2 separate regions of the Mus musculus genome follow, and region 2 is linked to region 1. Evidence: chromatin contacts called from public Hi-C data. All regions are on one chromosome and are shown on one strand. The core of a region is the stretch at or near the end of the contact, and the rest is flanking DNA. Distances in the headings are between cores, read along the strand shown. Region 1 holds the start of Ctsc (cathepsin C). Region 2 has its middle 14 kb from the start of Gm25345.

What was found. A called contact is a pair of places that touch in the nucleus more often than the background predicts.
Region 2: a Hi-C map of bone marrow-derived macrophages shows a contact between it and region 1, with 1.6 times the contacts expected there. The contact joins the enhancer-like site here to the promoter of Ctsc in region 1. A contact is called at or near these places in 3 of 39 promoter capture datasets (the 3T3-L1 cell line, liver and macrophages), 1 of 15 datasets of contacts at CTCF or cohesin (CD8 T cells), 3 of 484 Hi-C or Micro-C datasets (the 63-12 cell line, bone marrow-derived macrophages and liver), 2 of 115 datasets of contacts at active chromatin or transcription factors (CD8 T cells and thymic regulatory T cells) and 2 of 9 other capture datasets (adipose tissue and pancreatic islet).

The regions. Positions count from the first base shown.
Region 1 is chr7:88,274,289-88,280,532 of GRCm38.p6, forward strand. It overlaps Ctsc (cathepsin C), which reads left to right and starts at 3,797. Exons shown (of 7, transcript NM_009982.5): 1 at 3,797-4,086. The coding sequence starts at 3,915.
Region 2 is chr7:88,354,964-88,361,207 of GRCm38.p6, forward strand. It overlaps the pseudogene Gm2407. Among named protein-coding and RNA genes, the nearest start is that of Gm25345, 14 kb to the left of the region's middle. Within about 2 kb of position 2,273, at least 25 of the 459 cell types and tissues checked have an H3K27ac peak or open chromatin away from gene starts, as enhancers often do. A contact at or near this core is called in the 63-12 cell line, CD8 T cells and bone marrow-derived macrophages, where this site is marked.

The DNA.
Region 1 (6,244 bases), core at 2,547-5,046:
TGTGTAGCAATAAGGATAGAAACAAAGTACCAAACCCAGACAGGGCATTATAACACTCTAACAAACTGTTGTCTCTTTTTATCTTGTTGAGGATAATTTTGAACCGGTCTCCCCAGCATGACCTGCACAGTGGCCACACACAGTCAGTCCATTTCTTTTTACAAGTACCTACTGTGGTTGTGCTCACTTCAAGACTCCAGAATCCATCTTAGATTCTTATTCAGGCCCGTCACTGAAAGTACAGCTCCCACGTCAGAAATTGACCATTTCTGCCCAAGTCGCACTTCTGTATGGGCTGTCCTGGAACCCAAATTCCTTGCTGGACTGACTCTGATTACCTCCAACTTCTCCTTATGTGCACCTCTCATCCCCAATTCTAAGCCGTACCTTCTTTGCTGCCTTGTCTTGATTCTGTCTATACATATTCCCTTCTCACTTTTACTTTTCTAGACATTAATCTCAAGAAAGTTGTTTAAGCCTCAGATTTACTAAGAATAAGATCGAATTTCAAAATAGCTACTGAGTAGAATTATACCATACCTATTATATAGGAAGGCTTGTGTTTATTGCCTTGGTGCTATTTATTAAATAGGATGGTATATTGCCTTAATAAAATTTAATACACTGACTAAAAAGCAATTATTATTCTTATCATCAATGCCAGAACTATTTGTAACAACAAATCCCACATGCAGAGTTGATATGTCCCATGTTCTCTCTGCCTCTAAGTTCTTTTATTTTGATGTGAATTCAAGTATGGTGCTTTTCACATTTATTCACAAGGCAGACTGTGGAATCATGATGCCAAATATCATTATATCATTCATTCTTTTAACAAATATGTGGCGAATTAGTTGTATGTTAGGAATTATTTTGGAAACTAGGGTTTAGAGATCTAATGACAGGGGAAAGATGTCCAATAGATATTTATACAGTGTGATGGTTTGTATATGCTCAACCGAGGGAGTGGCACTATTAGAAGATGTGGCCTTGTTGGAGTAGGTGTGTTACCGTGTGTGGGCTTTTAGACCCTCATCTTAGCTGTCTGGGGGTTAATATTCTGATAGCAGCCTTCGGATGAAGATGTAGAACTCTCAGCTTCTCCTGCCCCATACTTGCCTGGATGCTGCCATGGTCCCACCTTGGTGATAATGGACTAAACCTCTGAACCTGTAAGCCATCCCCAATTAAATGTTGTTCTTATAAAAGTTGCCTTGGTCATGGTGTCTGTTCATAGCAGTAAAACCCTAACTAAGGTATATAGTGACAGTCTTAGTAGATACCTCACTGGGTAAAAGTCCTTGCCACCAAGCCTAAATATGTAAGTTTGAACCTGGGACTCATTCGGTAGAAGGCTGGAATTTACTCCATACTATGTGTATCTCCTACATATACAAAATCAATATATAAGTGCAATGAAAAAAAAGCTTAAGAGAGAAGAAAAATGGTTCTAAAACCATAAATATACACAGTGGCAAATGTGTGTGATACCTGAAGTTATCTGTTATTGACTCACTTAGTCACTGTAAAACCAGCTGAGATATAATTACATACACCTTATAAATTAAAGAAAAAGGGGGAAGGAGGAGAAAGAAGAGGAAGAAGAAGAGGAGAAATAAAAGAAGAAGAAGAAGGAGGGGGAGGAGGAGAAGGAGAAGAAGGAGAAGAAGGAGGAGGAAGAGAAGAAGAAGAAGGAGGAGGAGAAGAAGGAGAAGGAGAAGGAGAAGGAGAAGGAGAAGGAGAAGGAGAAGAAGAAGAAGAAGAAGAAGAAGAAGAAGAAGAAGAAGAAGAAGAAGAAGAAGAAGAAGAAGAAGAAGAAGAAGAAAGGCAAAAGACAGTAACAGATCTACAGATTGTGCCACAGCCAGACTTCAAGTCTGAGAAAGTTCCTGAAGATGCTCCCTAAACTTCAAATTGATTTTGTATCATCTAAAAGACTGTTAAAAAATACACTGCTGAAAAGAAATGCTGGAATTTACTTCAACATTCTCTGGTTTGGCAGAGGTATAAGGTAAAACTCAGAAACTTGCATAACTTAGTTTATAAACTGGCACTGGAATTACACTTCCTGAGCCACACTATACAGTACCATCTCGGAGGCCCAAGGACAAGTGTGTATTGCTTAGAAACTCATATTATCTTATATCACTCAACATATACTAAACTTTGGGGCGTGCAACTTGCACATGTTTCTTGCTGATTCTCCCTAACTGGCAATGACATTTGACAAGTGATTCAACTCTCTAAATCTCCATTTCCTAATATCAGGATGCATTCATTAATCCAAAGTGACCCACAATCTTTGCCATTGACTTTAGAAAGGCTGCTTTAATTTCTTTTTAACAAGTAAGTGTTCTACTTTGATTATGTCCATCAAAGGAATTCCCAGATCCCACGTTTAGCTCTAAGATATGGATCATTTAGTAAAATGTTTCAACAACGACAAACTGTAGAAATTTAGGAAAGTGATGCTATCTGTAATGGGGCCTTTAAAAGAAAATGCTAGCTTAATTATACAATGTCAATTCTTAATCCTATAAAGGCTTTTGAGATCTAGAAGGTGTCAGCTCCTCCCCATTTAGCTCTTGTAGCCTAGTTTCATATGAAAGAACACTCTAGCCCCTTAGTTATCAAGAAGGACCCCTATCAAAGTGTGCCTTCAGGCTTAGAAGCCTGAGTGTTTTTAAAGCAGAATTCAGAGACAGAAGTGGTTTGTTCTTCAACCACATTGCTTCCTCGGACTGCATGTACTCAGTGGAAAAAAAAAAAAAAAAGTCTGCACATAAATATCTGTGATCTGTGGGATGGGGTTTAAAAAGAAACAAAGTGCACAAGCCTACTAGGTCAAAGAGGCTCATCAAGTCTGCCTGGTTCATCTCTGTATTCTCAGATTAGCTCAGAATGATCATGATCCCAGCCAACAACAGCCAGGCAACTCAAAACAGCTCTCACAAGAGCAGGATGCTTCGCTAAAGATTACTACTTAACAATTGCAGGCAAGAAGACTGACAGAGGAGGCAAGGTTCAACTATGCTCCCTTCAGCTCGCCCTTGGGAAAGCCTGACACAGGAGCTCAGAAGACCACTTCATCCTGAGCAAGCTACTTCCTCTTTCTCTAATTCTTGCTTTCATTCTGAAAACAGAAGGGCTTGAGCAATGTGATCACAATGTGATCACCCCAGTCACCCGCAACCCCCACCCCATTCAACTTAATCCTAATAAAGTTCCAGGGAGGGAAAACAAAACAGATTCACCCAACCTGTAAAGGTTCACTACAATTGAAATCTTCGGGTAAACAGGCAGACCGGAAACCAAAGAAAACCCTGAAGATAAAAAGCTAGATTTGGTAAATGGAACAGAAATTCTCAAGACTATCTTAGGTTAGCTAGTAAAGTTTTTCCACGGAGTCAGAAATGCAGGAAAGTGCACCAAAAACAAGAGAAAGAGAATTAGCCTCAGTAGACTTTAAGACTCTTGTCAACCCTGTATTGCACAGGGTAGATTCTATTTTAATCACACTGGCATTACAAAACACCGCTACAGAGTTCTCAGCTTTGGCGTTCCTTGAAAGGCAGAGGTCCCCAAAGGCCACTTTCCTTCTTCCTCCTAGTGGTGCCTGTCCCCACCCTACACTGTCACTAACTAACTTCCTCAGGCCACCTCGTGCTGCCTCACCTAGTCACACCCTGTCCCTCCCTACATCTCAGTCACTCCACGCCCCCGTCCTCACAGCCTCGCCGCTCCTCCCCCACCTCATTCTGTTCTCACCACCCTGTAACCCCGCCCCGCGGACCCTGGGTTTCCGGGCTCTTGGGTATTTTAAGGCGGGAGCCACTAGGGTCGCCTGACTGCCATCGAGTGGTGTTCCAGTTGAACTTGCTTTCTCTGCCATCTGCTCCGCGGGCGCCGTCAGCATGGGTCCCTGGACCCACTCCTTGCGCGCCGTCCTGCTGCTGGTGCTTTTGGGAGTCTGCACCGTGCGCTCCGACACTCCTGCCAACTGCACCTACCCTGATCTGCTGGGCACCTGGGTGTTCCAGGTGGGCCCTAGAAGTTCCCGAAGCGACATTAACTGCTCGGTGATGGGTAAGCGGCTTCCCAGGGTCCCGAGTTGTCCTTTTCTGTCCCTGAGTCCTTGCCTTGGGGCCGGCGTTTCTGGGTGACTGGAGAGTTAAGAGCTGACGAACGGCCCCTTGGGGGATCAGAGCCAGGGCCGCTAAGTTGAATTTGAGCTGCTGAGAACTTCTAACTTTACACTTATTTTCCTGATTATCTCACAACTCATGTTCAAGGAAACGCGCCCCTGGTTTTTTACTTGTTTTATTTGCTTTGATTTCTTAGAAGCGAGTGGAGAACTGCTTTCTTGACCCTTCACTCAGGTCTGACAGGTTCTTGTTTTTAAAATTCAGAGTCTTGACTGCTGAGCTCAGACTCTAGGAGTTAGCCTTTTTTTTTTTTTCTTTTTTTTTTTTTTTCTTTTTTTTTTCTTTTTCTTTCTAATGGGGGCGCTCCTTCTTTCCCTGTGAGGTAGTGGGAAGAGACCACTTCAAACTGGGCCTGTTTTATCTGCTACTTTCCTTGACATTTCTGGACGCCTTGTTTAAGGAATTTCGAGAGATATACAAAAGCTTTTTCCTGTCTCTTTTGTCACATTTTACAGTAGTGTTTGGATATGACGGAAGCAAACGCAATGCCTAACACTTGGCTCTCAGTGAGTATGTAGTAAATGAAGACTGGGGCATTCCACGTGCCTCGGATATAGGAAAACAGTAGTACAGATAAGAAGAGTGACACTTATGGTCTCCCCAGTCAGAGTTGCACAGAGAAACTCAACTCTGAACTGTAGTTTTCTTGTGAGTAGAATAAATGCTGTCATATATCCCACCTCCCCTGCCTCCAACAAGGAGTCATTTACTAAATTCCAGGTGACTGGGTTTAGCTTAATCCTGGGTGGTGTCTACAATTGTTTCTTTTCTAAATTTGAGCATGGAGATGAGGCAGAAGGGAGAGAAAAGGTTTGCATCGCCTTATCATATGAAGTCTCTGATAAGTTATTCCTTCACGGTAAAATGAGCTAATTCAAGCCAGATCAGGGACCTATCTACCTATCTGTCTGTCTATCTATCTATCTATCTATCTATCTATCTATATCTCAGGTTTATTTGGAAACTGCTTTTGGCAGGGGAGGCAAGATCACAGATCAGGGAAACAGCCTTGGGAAGGGAGACAGAGGAGAAGGGGAAGAGATTGAAAGTTCCCATGGAGAGAAGGTCTGAAGATAGAAAGGACAAGAGGCCGGGCAGTGGTGGCACACACCTTTAATCCCAGCACTTGGGAGGCAGAGGCAGGCGGATTTCTGAGTTCAAAGCCAGCCTCGTCTACAGAGTGAGTTCCAGGACAGCCAGGGCTACTCAGAGAACCCTGTCTCGAAAAACCAAAAAAAAAGGAAGGACAAGAGACCAAAATGACTGGATTATATAGGGAAGAGCCTCTGGTGGAAGGGCAGCCCAACCCTTAGGCTGGAAAGTTCAAGGTTTGGTACACCAGGTAGGGACATAGGGATACTGGAAGAACCTGAAGGTCAGGCCTGCCTTGATGTGTAAAATATGCACTTAAGCCCCTGGGGTGGGGGTGGGGGGGGCTTGCTGAAATCCAACAGTCTCCATCTAGCTTGTTAATCTGAAAGAAAGACAGAGACAGACAGAGAGAGAGAGAGAGAGAGAGACTAATGTGTAAAACTCTAAGATGGACACAGCTGAACAGCTGAATAGCCTCTACCTATAAATCTACTTTTGACTCTAATCCAACAGTTAAAGACACACAGAAGCAGAGCAGTGGTGGCACACGCTTTTAATCCCAGTACTTAGGAGGCAGAGGCAGGTGGATTTTTGAGTTCGAGTCCACCATGGTCTACAGCGAGAGTTCAGGGACAGCCAGTGCTATACAGAGAAACTCTGTCTCAAAAAATCAAACCAAACCAAACCCAACCCAAAAAGACCCTGTTATTATGCAAGTTAAACATTAGTACCTATCAACTCAAATTATTTTTATATCTTTGAGGAGAGAGGTAACATTTACGTCAGTGTTCCCCCCCCACCCCCACCCCCCGTTTTTTCAAGACAGGGTTTCTCTGTGTAGCCCTGGCTGTCCTGGAACTCACTTTGTAGACCAGGCTGGCCTCGAACTCAGAAATCCGCCTGCCTCTGCCTCCCAAGTGCTGGGATTAAAAGTGTGCGTTACCACA
Region 2 (6,244 bases), core at 1,023-3,522, 79 kb after region 1:
CATTGACGTATTTGGAATATTTAATTTAAATGGTCAAATTGTATGAAGTGTAAATTATGACTCAGGAAAGCTATCTTAAAGTAGATATGTGAATACATATTGTGTGTGTGTGTGTGTGTGTGTGTGTGTGTGTGTGTGTGTGTGTGTGTGTGTGTATTAAAGAGAAAGGGAAGATAGCAGGGCCCAAGATACTATGAATGTAGAAGGAAAAGAAAAAGGCTCATCTCAAACCTATCAGGGGTTGGGGAGTAGAAAAAAAAGGCTGCTTACTTTAATATTCGTGGTTGCAGTTGTTTATACTTTTGTCTTACTCATATATAAAAAATTAAGAGGGAAAAGAGCGTTCCATAAAGAACAATTATGAAAAGTTTCATCAATTTGTTGTTTAAAAATGAAAAGTATTATAGATGCCCTAGAAGAAATTTGTGGCACCAGCTGCTTATTTCTTTTTCCAATTTTATGACAGTACCAGTTCTCTGAGCTTGGATAGACGTTATGATGGTATAGTAACTTCCAGCCAACACCATCCTCTTAACTTGACACTATTGAACCAGAAGTTGTTATATCAGATTTAGAATATATTTGAGATGAATGGCATCCATCTCAGTATATCAGTCTCTTGTGGGATTATCTACTACTTCGCTAGGTAGAAGGGCCCTTCTTCAGCATGATCATGACAGAGCCTGGAGATTTCCTCTCATTGGTCTATTATATTTAGGTCCTCTTATCAAAAATAAGAACACAATTATCATTATTTGAGATGCTGGGTCTTGCTTGGTATGATGAAGTCTATTGTTTGAAACTAAGACATTCTCAAGGATGAAACTTACTGCCCAAAATGAGTTGATAATTTTGCCATGTTATTTTAGGTTCTCCCAAATATTAAAAAGTTTGAGATGATTCTCCTTTCCTATCTTTGTAAGAGAAATAATCATACATGTCATATGTATATATACACCCAGATACATATACATGTAATTGTAATATGTATATGCTTCAGAGGGGATTTGTATGGATTTATGTCATACTTTCCATGTTTTTACTATACAAATGTCCATAATAAGTAAATATTTCATTATTGTGTATATTTTAATGACATTAGATTCTCTAATCCTTTAACAATACAGAATGTCATTAACAAACCCTGAAAGCATTGGTTTCCTTAGAATATTTCTCTTCTGTAAGCTGTAAGACGTTTTCTTTTCTTTCTTTTAAAAAAAAGTTCAGTGAATTTTCACATTCAATTTAAAAAATGAAGACTCTAAAAACTCTGGAGCCCTTGTGCGGCCTTGATTTTTGCGGCCTTTTGGACTCTATAGTCCTAGAAACTCTCTTTCTGCCCCAGTCTCTGGCACCGCAAAAGTTAAAACAAATCATTGTTCATTTCTCTTGCCATTTCAACTAGAAAGCTGTAATGAATTGTGAATAATAAAGTTCTCAGTAGACTTTCTTAATGAAGATTCTGGAACTCTAATTCATCATTATTTGTGAGTAGTTCAAGCTAAATAATCTGGTAAATATTACTCATAAATACATTAACTAACTCAAAGATACATTAACTAACTCAAAGATTTCCCAAGAGCATACCAACCTCTTCAGCTGTGGGTCCTAAGAGATCACATAGCATTTCGCATTTCTTTATGTGTAAATGTAATCCGGTGGGTTGAAGATGCATACATGTACCAGAAATTATTCATATATACACACACACACACACACACATGCACACACACACATATGTGTGTGTGTGCATGTGTGTGTATAATACATATATGTGTGTTTATATATATATGTATATATATATATATATATATATATATATATATATATAATACATATTTTTTACACCATTGTATGGTGTTGTGTCTTATTTCTTCTATACCATTCTAAAATAAAGACATTGCAGAGTGAGGCTCTGTAGAAAAAGCCCAGGATAACTGAAGGGTAGAGAAGCTTCCTGTGTTAACTTGTCATGATCATTCATCCTTCAGCCTCCTCCTCTCATATTTCCATACATGTCTGTGCGCAGACATCATAGAAGCAGAGGGTAACCCCCCTCTCAGCCTCACAACCTTCTTCTTGGAAGCAGCTTGGAGAGGAAACTTGTCCTGACCATAGACTCAATTAGAGGAAAAGCTACAGACAGACTTGACCACATTGTTGATTTGCCCAAAGCTGCAACAGACAACTGACATGAGACCTCTTTGATGTTCTAGAAAGAGGAAACCTAGATATTTTATTTTCATTGTTGGCATGATGATACCCACTTCCTCTAGATTAGAGTATAGAGACTCCACATGGTAAGCTAATTAAAGCTCTTCCAGCAGGCTTTGTCGTGCCTTAGAGAAGACTGAGGAGGGATTGTTCCTCTTTTATTTGAGCTGTCCATTTTTTCCTTTCATAAACTCCAGAGAAATGGGGGGAAAGTTACTGCCTCAAATTCAAAGAGGGGATAACCAATCCTTTGGACATCTACTTCTGTTTGCCAATGTCTCAGAGTCTGATCTTGGTTCTACTCTACTGTGACAATGAACAGGTTGGATTGTCAGTGTCCTTTGTTCTTCCAGCAAAAGCCTCCTGCGAATGTGAAGGATTAATATTGGAGCTTAATAGCCTTAGATTTAATTGGGTTCCACCTAGTGGCCTGGCCCTCACATTGCGGCTGTAACTTCTATAGGATTTTCTTAAGACTTTCAGAGACATGACCTGGATGTTACTGTAATCAATAGGATAGAGAAAAATAAAAGGAGTAAAGAGGAAGCAAGACAAATATCTTTTCTGAGGCCAATGTTATTAAAACTCTCAAATTTAGACTATTATCTCTAATTGAGGTAATGTGCACAGCTATGGAGACTGGCTGAATTTTAAGAACTAGTTAAATATAAACATTAAAAATAGACTTAAACTTGTTACCATGTGTTAGAATTTATTCACTTAGAAAAATTAGAATTTGAGTTTTAATTTATGGAGTTGGTCAAGACTACTCTTTTTTTTTTTCTGAGAAATTCCATGTTTAGAGAAATAATCAGTGTTTTTATCTAGTAAAGTGCTGGGGACAGCACTGTATTCCCTAAGTGAAAAATTCTTAGATAAAGTAGGAAAATCTTTGAGGAAAAAAAAACATGCACACACCTACAGCAATGATGATATTTTCACTGGTACCTTCTCTGAGATTACTAAGGTAAGCACTTGGGATAGAAAAATGCAGGAGGCTGCTGCCTACTATGCCCAAGAGACTGATAACAGTAGAGGAGCAGATGTTTATAAACACAGTTAGAATGCTGAATGTAAATAAGTGAGCTATAATCGAGATCTTACAAATGTGACTGCAGTGGCAATACAATAGAGAGGTCTGTTTATTGGGGCAGGTAAGCCACTTTTCATAGAGCAGAAATCCCAGAAGAATAAAATAGAAGGAAATCATTTGCAGAGTACTCGCTTTAGGAATCACTCAGTCCTCTAATGAGATGCGGGTGAGCTCTGTACAGAAATTCAAAAGCATAAAACAGCACATGTCATGTAGAAAATGGTTCAAACAGTCCTGGTGTCAAAAGCTCGCTGTTGAGAAGCAGGAAAGGTGCATTTATCTTCTTCACATTCTACCTTTTATTTCCTTGAACAAAGCTGTTATTGTATGCATTTCCTTTTGAAGGGGCTAGAATTGGTCCAGCCACAACTCCAATGCATGTCTAAAGCCAGAGCTGAAAGGCTTAAAGGATGTGGACATTTCCAGCTGCGTGTCTTACGTCCAGGCCTGGCTCTCGCTTACAAGATAGTAACCATGTGCAGCTTCCTAGCTCTTACAGATTTATTTTCTTTTTTTATTAGGTTGGAACAATTGTAACAGTACCTATTATATACTGTTGTAGTAAGAGCAAAGATTATCTCAAATAATATTGAAACTAAAAGTGATGGTATTATTTTTTTATATTTTAGAGAAATTAAGGTGAATGGTAAAAGTGAAATTAAAATGATGAAATCATCACATTAATTAATTACATCATCTTATTATGATTTATTAAAACATGCTCAAAAGAGCATATAATTTTAATAATTCTGGAGGTGATATCCTTCTAATAAAAGAAACTCAAAGGACAGGTGACTGTAGTATAAAAATATTTTAAAAACTACACCAAAAGACTCTACTCTTTGAAAGAACAGAAAAATGCCATTCTATCTATCTATCTATCTATCTATCTATCTATCTATCTATCTACCTACCTACCTATCTATAACCTGAGTTTGATTTTCAATACCACAAATTAATAACAATAGTAACAATAATAGTAATTTGATAGTTGTAGAGCAAAAATGTGATAATGCTCATTTTTCATTTGCATTATAAATATTTACAAAATTAACATAAATAAACTTCTTTACTGTTTTAAATAGTTATTTACAAGTTCCTTCTTGTACAGTTGATATTTTGTGGTAAATTCCTTGGCATTTTACATAAGTTTAGAGACAAGAGAGAGTGCCCAATATCTCCTCTTCTACTTAAAAATGAGCCTTTATTAGAGTTCTTTATTATTTCAGAATAGCTCCAGTATCAGGGAGGAGAAAACAATTCACTATTTGTCACAGGTAACATACCAGTCAAGTGGAAGAACTAAATGATTTTCCAAGAAAACAAACAAAAAAAATGCTGCAAACAAATTTAGTTGATTCAAGCTAAAATTAATTTGTATTTTATCTTCAAGCAAAAAGTAAATAGAAAATGCTTGAATAATTTTATATGTAATGAGTAATGTCCAAGGCATCCCCATTATTAACTATATGACATTATTGAAAGATTCAGCTAAAGCCCAGATCAAAGGCAAAAATTTCCAGGGTTATTCATAAAATGTTAGCATGAATTGTATATGAACTCAATGAATGAGACATCTCATTGATTGCTCTTCATAGGATAGAGGTCAGGAAATATTCTTATGAAAACTTCCATTGACTTCTAAGCTTTGATCATGTCTAACAGGAAAAGTTGTGGGATGTCTTGTGAATGGCTGGAGCCTGAGAGCAACTAAAACAGACACTAATCTTCAAACTATAGATGTTGGAGGCTGGGCAATTGAGTCAGGTTAGTGAGGTAAAAAGATTTATATTTGTGCATTTATCACAAGAAACTAAAAACGAATAGGTTGCATGACCTGATTTTTCAGCTGTTATCAACACATTATTTTAATAATAGTTTCTATATTTTTATTTTATGCTAATACAGACTTAGTTATAACTTCTTGAATATTAGAAGTCATTAGAGTCAGTATTTTGCCTTAATTTAATATGAAACTCAGATGACCTAATAAGAAACATTAGGGCAGTGTTATTCAAAGCATAGAGGAATTTTCTGTGTCTATTGTTAGGTTTGTAAATTTATTGGGTGACTATATATCAGATGGTGTGGAAGAATTTTGCTTGATAATATATGTTAGATTATATTTTTTTCTGTCTCAAAGAAAAGAGAATAAGATTAAAATGCCCTATAGACAGTTAAGAATTAATGATCAAATTTTGAGCTCAAACTCACATAACCACGGGGACACTGTACCACAATACTTAAACTTGACATATGGGACGCACAGTTCAGTCTCAGAACTATTTAATGAATGTCACTGTTATTGTTATAATTACATGAATATAACTGAGTCTCTGAAGAAGTTCCCATTGTCCCAACATCTCCACCCCGGAATCTCTGCACTAGAGTCCAACTCTCTTTTGTAGCAAGGATTGGTTTTTCTTTCCAGCCCACAGAGATAGCTCCTGTTATGCTCAGTGATCTACAAAGCAAAAGAGAAATACACAAACATGAGAAAGAGACATGTAGGGTGAGGAAAAGGGATGACCTAGGTGTACGAGGGCTAAAAGAGGTTGGGGATGGAAATAATCCATCCACTGCATATATGTGTGGGATTGTCAAATAATGTATTTAAATTTTTTTAGTTGGAAAGTTGTAAAAAGAATGTACCACACAATAGAGAGTTTGCCAATGTATCCTTTTGAGAGGTGTTACACAGTAAGCTGATGCTCCCTCCACAAAGGATGCTTTGGCTGGGTTTGGAGATTCTGTAGTCTTTAAACTTTAAATCTATGTATTTTCTTTACAACAAACTCAAAAAAAAAAAAAAAAAGGTGGTGGCTGACTCTAAGAAATGGTGCTCTAAAACTCTGAAACTAGTTTATCTTTGCAGTGTATTGCTTGGATAAAGCCATAATTTAACACACACACACAAATCTTTGGGCAAGGTCCTGA